Regions from separate parts of the Mus musculus genome. Here region 1 is linked to region 2. Evidence: chromatin contacts called from public promoter capture Hi-C data. All regions are on one chromosome and are shown on one strand. Each heading gives the region's core, a stretch centred on a gene start, on an enhancer-like site or on the middle of the called end of the contact. The rest is flanking DNA. Distances are from core to core; before and after follow the strand shown. Region 1 overlaps Taf2 (TATA-box binding protein associated factor 2). Region 2 holds the start of Colec10 (collectin sub-family member 10).

Region 1 (3,667 bases), core at 1,154-3,653, 610 kb before region 2:
TCCTCAGATCCCACATGATGGAAGGAGAGAGTTGAACACACACAAACACACACACACACACACACACACACACACACACACCCCGAGACCACACACACACACACACACACACACACACACACACACACACCCCGAGCACACACACACACACACACACACACACACACACACACACCCCGAGCACACACACACACACACACACACACACACACACCCCGAGCACACACACACACACACACACCCCGAGCACACGCACACACACACCACACACACACACACACCCCGAGACCGAGACCGAGAAAGTTTCCATTGACTAGGCTTGCTTAAGTAGTTCCGCCCAGCTGTACTTATTCATGCATTTTACACGGTCTCCTCAGTTCCTATTGTTTTATTCCTAAGTCTCAGGTCTTATTGTGTTCCTCAGTTACTAATCAAGCAAAGATGAGAATCCAAATAAATAGCACCTGTCAGATGCTATGAGCTACCAGGAAACCAAGATGACGGTTTCCAGGCGTTTAAGGAAAGAATTACGAGAGAAAGCCACATAGTGATGTCACTTGTGAAGACTGGGGTTTCCAAAGTCATCAGTAACCCTTGAGCAGCTATGGCTATGGGCTTATGCCTCCGTGGCTGGATCTTGCTTTGATACAGAAGAGTAATGCTTATCCATGTGAGGAAGGAGCTCAGGGACCAACTGTGATTAATAAGTAGACTTCAGCCAAAAGCAACAGCTCAGAATACTTCAGTGTTAAGAACACAGATCATTGTCTGCCAAAAGCTTTTTGTGAGGTGTGTGTGTACCTTTATTGTAGTAGATTCACACAATATGTTTCAGAAGGAATCCAGCTGGGACTTGGCCTTGTATTTCCATGAGTGAAGGGCTTGGGGGATTAATTCTTTGGCTCCTTCTCCCATTTTCTCCTTCCTCACTTCTCTCACCTCTCTTTTTGCCCTTTCCCTCCTTACTCCTTCGTGTGTGTGTGTGCGTGTGTGCGTGTGCGCGCACGTGTGTGTGCATTTTGAATTTCAAATATAGCTTTTCCCTAACACATTGATACACTGGAAAAAAGGTAACTGTGTGAAACATAAGAAAAGCTCTTTGATAGACTACAAATAAGCAATAGAAGTACCTTCCTTTCTCATTTGGACTTTTATTTATTTGCATGAATGTGTGTGCACGTATGTCACAGTGCACATGGAGAGGGCAGTTTCAGCCTTGGTGGTAAGCATCATCAACTGCTGAGCCATTCTGCTGGGCCCAGGGAGTAAAGTTTCACTCCTAACTGGTGTGACAGTATTCCTGTAGGAGCATCACTCACAAATCACCTTTTGGGATCAAGTAAGTTAGAGGTGGCCATGTGTGGGAGTGAGATTGGTCTGTGGCTGAGTTAGGGTCCTGAGAGAAAGAGAAGAGTGGTAAGGGAAGCTGTGGCCTCCCTTCCATTTGCAAACTCGAGAGGAAGGAGCACACGTGGGCTTTGGGGGGACATGTCCAGCTGAGGTCTCTTTCATTCATGCTCGCTAAAACGTATGGAAATGTTTGCTCTAGTTGACTCCAAACGGAGAGATGGCATATAAAATCTAGTAGACTTGCAGCTCTTTTCGAAGTGCTTAAGTGAAACTCCTTCAGCAGGGTTGCTCTACTCGTGTGCTGTTTCCTCGGGTTCCGAGCTGTTGAGTGTGGGTCCCTTGCTTCCTCTGCTCACAAAGTGAAGCGACATCTCATATGTCTTAATGACTTAGAGCCAAGGACCCAGATGATATTCAAGAACAGAAATGTGTTACAAACCTCATCTAGGAGAGATAGAAACAAACGATGCCGCTCTAAGGGAGCTGAAGGAGAGAGGCTTATTTTGTTAGTAGAGGACAGTGATGATGTACTTTTAACGCCTCCTACACACACACACACACACCACACACACACACGTGCACATTTGAAACACACACAGCTCCAGGTACACACACACACACACACACACACCCCGAGGCCTGCAGCGGGCCCCCCCACCCCCTGCATTCTCCCTCTTCTTGTGTATGAGGGTAAAAAAGATGTGTTAAATGCGTATGATTTTGTGCAGGTGGTAGGGCAGGCTGTGGGATAACCAAGGAGAGGTGTGAAAATGGTCCCTTCACCCACTCCCTTTCCCTGCCCCTGTCCCGAAGGAAGGAAGAGAATAGGCAGGAAGGGCCCAGTGGTTCTGAGAGAGACAGGTTTGAGCATCATAGATCTCCCTCCCAGCACTGAGCCCCCTTTCTTCCACTGCAAGGTTGCAGGCATCAGGACTGTCTCCTGGGTTTATTTAGTGATGGCAAGAATGAGAAACAGAGGGCTAGGGGGTGATGGTGGAGCAGATGAAACTCCCTAGTGATTTCTGGGGGGAAGAGGGGAGTCTTGCAGCTGCCTTGCTCAGGCTGCTGGGTTATGTAATGCCTTCTTGCATAATTCAGAAAATACAACTCTAGTTCTTGAAATCTTACTTTGAAATTAAAACAATTTGTTTTTCAAAGCTTGTATGCTTTCCCTAGAGATCTTTTTTTGGAACTCAAGATGAAAAACAGACTTTTTTTTTTTTTAATCTTTAGATTACAATGATGTATTTCAACATCTTATTTTTCTATTTAATCTAAAGAACCAAAGAGCAGAATTCATGTCTTTTCTAACAAACTATAGACTTTGTATTGAATATGAACGTATACCTAATATAAATGAAGTCAATAAAATTAACAGATTGTTCAGTGTTTCTTACATGTTCTTATTAGATGGACTGTTGAGCTTGCAAGTTAGGCTTTTATTAAGTACATTTGTTTGTTTCAGATCTGTTATATTGACTACAGCTTGTTTGTTTAACATGATTTTACATTGGGCAGAACAATTGGGAATATCTTTTGCATAACACAAATGAACATCTTACAGGATTTTGAATTATGTGTGTCTCGATCTCTGAAATAGAGAAGGTGTTTCAAATCACTAAAGGGGTTTTGACGAGCCGAGCCCATCCTCCTCGGTCCTCTGCCCATGAGAGTGTATTTGTGACATCAGTGCCCACAGGAAGCCCACAGCAGTCCTTTTGATGGTTACCTTTTAAATTTATACTCCCGTCTATAGCTTCTCTCCCTCCCCTTTGCCATATATGTTCGTCACATTTTTATCTGTAGTTATTAGTTGTTAACACAATTGAGTTCCTTGTGACTTTTGTGTATTACAGTCCCGTCTAGACACGTAATTGGAGGCAGGTGTGCTGGTACTGTGTATCTTCATTTGGAAGTACCAGTAGCCAGTTGACTCTTTTTGCAAGGTTAACTATTGTGGTTAGTCAGGATCTAGATGCATTAACTCATTGTGGATTACAAAGTAATGTTATTCTAATTAATCTTTCCATTTTTATTTATAGGATGTATTGTTTCTCTAAAGCTAAATTCCCTTTTACTATTACTCATTGGTATGAGCCATATAGGAAAGTCTAGATAAATGCCTAATTCTCTCTGTATTTAATAATTTTTAAAAACAATGAGTTTATTGACCACATATTTTAATGGTGATCAGTTCAGAGTATTTATTATCCAGGATTAGTATTGGAATTGTTGTATCTTTGAACATCTTTAAAGGCTGCCTCCTGAGTCAGTTAGGCAAGACTGAGTTCCTTGTTGTTGTATCGAATGCTTCAGG
Region 2 (3,450 bases), core at 141-2,640:
CATTGTAAAAATTGCAGCTTTTCTTCAAGGGGGAAAAAAACCATCAACTAGATTCTCTCAGTTGCACATTTGAGGAAGACTTTAACATCCAGTCTTCAGGACACCACAGGGAAAATGCAATTTCCTTGTATTCTGAGAAAGGTCCAGTAATAGACTTCAGTAAATACTATTTCTAACCAAAACTTTCCTCTCTGAACATTTGCCCTTACATTATTCATTTATTCACCACGGAAATGATTTGGAAGCCCCAAGGTCTCACTGTGACTCCCTCCGTTTATTTTATGGTATCAAAGGTTAGAAGCTGGATTGCAATCACAGGAGAAAATTAATTCAATGATTAAGAAAAATGCACTTTAAGCAATACACATTTAAATAACTGACAAGCATCGAGCCATGTTTCTTTCCTGCCTTTCTTCTTTTAAATCTTTTTTTTTTCTATTTGAGATTTTTTTAGCAGCTACAATTCTTCCTTCCAATAGCCTCAGGAAGCATAGCATGAATTACTAATAGAACAGAACCAATCTGCAGTGCAGTGACCACTTTCAGAACAAAAGGGTAAGAGCTGACACAAGGAAAACAGATTTATTTAACTGCATGCCCACCCCTCCACCCAAGGAAAAAATATCAACAACAGCTAGTGCTAGAAGGGGATTTGGACCTTAGACCTTGACTCTACTTGGGGAGGGGGGGAAGCAATATTTTACCATTCTCCACTGAAGGCAGTTGACCTCAGAGATTCCACTTTCAAATAAAAATATTCGTTTGTATTCTACTTTGGATCTTTAGTTAAAAATAATCTTCCACATTGGAACTTAGGAAACCATTAATTACAAAAGATATACTCTAGAAAAAAAAATTTGCCTCCTAGCTAAATTTCTCTTTAGAATCAATATGAGTGAGGAAAGAGAAGAAGGAAGGCAGCTCTAGAATAAAGGAAAGTGGTCTAACCAAAAGGTTATGAATCCTCACCCCCATCTAAACGCACTGGAAGAGGGTCTCAGGGTCCTCAGTGTTCGACATCACACTTTTATCCTAGGATTCCACCCTTTTCCACCTTCTCTAACTTACAATCCAGGGAAGCCTATAGGAAATAACTAATAGTCTACTGATTTGAAAAATAGACAGGAAATCAGAGGAAACTCAGAAGGAGGGGGAGAGAAGCCACACAGCAGCTAGGGTGGCTTTGAGGCGAGGAAATAGATCCATATATTGTATGAGATTTGAGGTTTCTTCCTCACCTTTAGGTCCTGGTGAAATGGTATGTGTGGCACAGACTTCTGCAGCTGATCGACTATCAACATCCAGACCCAGACTCTGAAAGTGCAAGAGAGCTAGCAGCAACAGCATGGATAGGTTGCTTCGAAGCAGGACTCTAAAGCCATTCATGACTGTGATTCTTCAACAGAGGGTCTCCAAGACACACGAAATAAACAGCATTATTTTTTTTTTAAAGTAAAACCTTCTGCTACAAACTAAAACAAGGAGGTATCTGGAAAGTACATTCCAGAAATGGCTGCAAAGGCAAGCAAGGAGGCATTCCCTTGGTTGTTTACTTTCTCAGGATCCCAAATGGACCATACATTGTCCAGACTGTTTCTTTTCCAATGACAACAGTTTATTGAAAATTATCTCTAAACTAAACACTCAGATATTCAGGTCAGTGCAAACCTCTCCATAAGCAGAGAGTACAGAGCTAACTGGTGCTTAGACCTCCAGCTGGCTCTGTAGTTTGCATTGAGTTGAATTCTGGGAGTGATGGGGAGGTTGTGACCTGAGATTTCTGCACATTTTGCAAGCATCAGGCATGGCTTTGAGTTTCTCATAATGGAGTGCTCGTGACTGAATGTGGCAGTTGATCACAGATGTTGTTAATAATTTCTATGACATACCTCTTTCTCTTGAGAGCATAAATTACCCTGAGAGTAAGCTCCAAATGAATGAATTTTTTTCTGTAAGTCAATCTGGTAATAAGAATGAAAGCTATTAAAAATGCATATAATTATGGTCTGGCACTTGTCCTTCTAGCACACTATCTCAAGGAAATAACATAAAATGAAGACAGCTTTATTTGGAAAATGGGACAAGATAGGAACAGATATGATTTGTCTCTCTCCACAATAATAGCTGACAAGTTATGGTAAAATACAAATATGTGCGTGTGATGTTTGTAGCAAGTTCTTTACTTAATTGTGGAGAAAGTGTCCAATTATATTTCTTAAATGACAGATGATTTTTATATAGACTGTATGGATTTGAGACAGACGGGTAGACATTATGGTGATCGAGGTCCCTGTATTTCTCTGTATATCTGTATTCTCATCTAACAGTGTGTTTCACTATGAACAGTCTAGATTTGATTGTAACTTATTAGAAAATTAGAATCAGTCATTTACATTGAAAAGACCTTTTCTATTCTTTTTAAAATTTGTGTTTCGCTGTATCTTTCCATGTCCCTACCCCTCACTTCCTTTCTAGCCCCTTTCCCTCTTCCCCATCTTCCTCCTCTTCTTCCCCCTCCTCTTCCTCCTCCTCCTTCCCCTGTGCGCTCTCTCTCTCTCTCTCTCTCTCTCTCTCTCTCTCTCTCTCTCTCTGCCCTGTGTGAAGAAGTCGACATTAGTTGTCAATCAAGTGCTCTCTACCTTATTTTCTGCTATAATGTCTTACTGTACCCAAAACTTGCCAACTTGGCTAGGGTGACCAGCCAGGACGTTCCTAGGGCCTCCTGTTTCCATATCAAGCACTGGGATTACAGGTACTGGGATGCCACTGTGTCCAGATTTTTTTTTTTTTAACATGGGTGACGGGTATCAAACTCAGGTACTCATGCTTTTATGGAAAACACTTTACCAACTGATTTATCTCCCTAGGCTCTTATATTCTTTATTATTGAGTTATTATATTAATAGATCTACTATATAGAATTGGATAAAAGGCATTCCAAAACCATTCCTTGGTTTGGAAATGAAATTCTTACAGGTACGACTGAGATAGTCCCTAAGAGACATCATTACAAGGAATAGCCAACCTAAGAAAAGAAAAACAAAAACCTGTATGTATGCCAGTATCTCAGTGCTGGCATAGCAGAGCACCTAAAATTGGGTGTTCAAGCAAAAGAAATTTACACTGAAGTGCTTTCTTGGTAAGAGGCGAACAATTCCTCACAGGAACAGCAGTAACAGTTGAGTGAACTGTTCGTTTCATAAAATACAGAGAAGAGGAAGGAAGGAACTGACATTGATGGAAGTCATTGTGTCTTATATATAATCATATATGATATTGTATATACAAGAGATGGACAATCTCGCTAGTACCTCCTTTCAGTCCCAGATACACTATGTGGAGTAAATAGTAAGCCACCCATTCTGTAGATAAAGCAGCTGATGCTGAGAAAAGCTAAGCATTTTGTCTAAAGGCAATCACTGAAGAAGCCACACACCACACACACACACA

Evidence for each region. Promoter capture Hi-C pulls out the DNA fragments that hold promoters and counts their contacts.
Region 1: a contact with region 2 is called in a promoter capture Hi-C map of the 3T3-L1 cell line, with 4 times the contacts expected there. The contact joins the enhancer-like site here to the promoter of Colec10 in region 2. A contact is called at or near these places in 2 of 39 promoter capture datasets (both in the 3T3-L1 cell line) and 2 of 484 Hi-C or Micro-C datasets (cortical neurons and stem cell-derived neural stem cells).

Annotation. Positions count from the first base shown.
Region 1 is chr15:55,017,882-55,021,548 of GRCm38.p6, reverse strand. All of the region lies in intron 25 of Taf2 (TATA-box binding protein associated factor 2), which reads left to right. Among named protein-coding and RNA genes, the nearest start is that of Gm2491, 33 kb to the right of the region's middle. Within about 2 kb of position 2,403, at least 19 of the 459 cell types and tissues checked have an H3K27ac peak or open chromatin away from gene starts, as enhancers often do. A contact at or near this core is called in cortical neurons, where this site is marked.
Region 2 is chr15:54,408,714-54,412,163 of GRCm38.p6, reverse strand. Colec10 (collectin sub-family member 10) reads right to left here and starts at 1,390. Exons shown (of 6, transcript NM_173422.3): 1 at 1,239-1,390. The coding sequence starts at 1,386.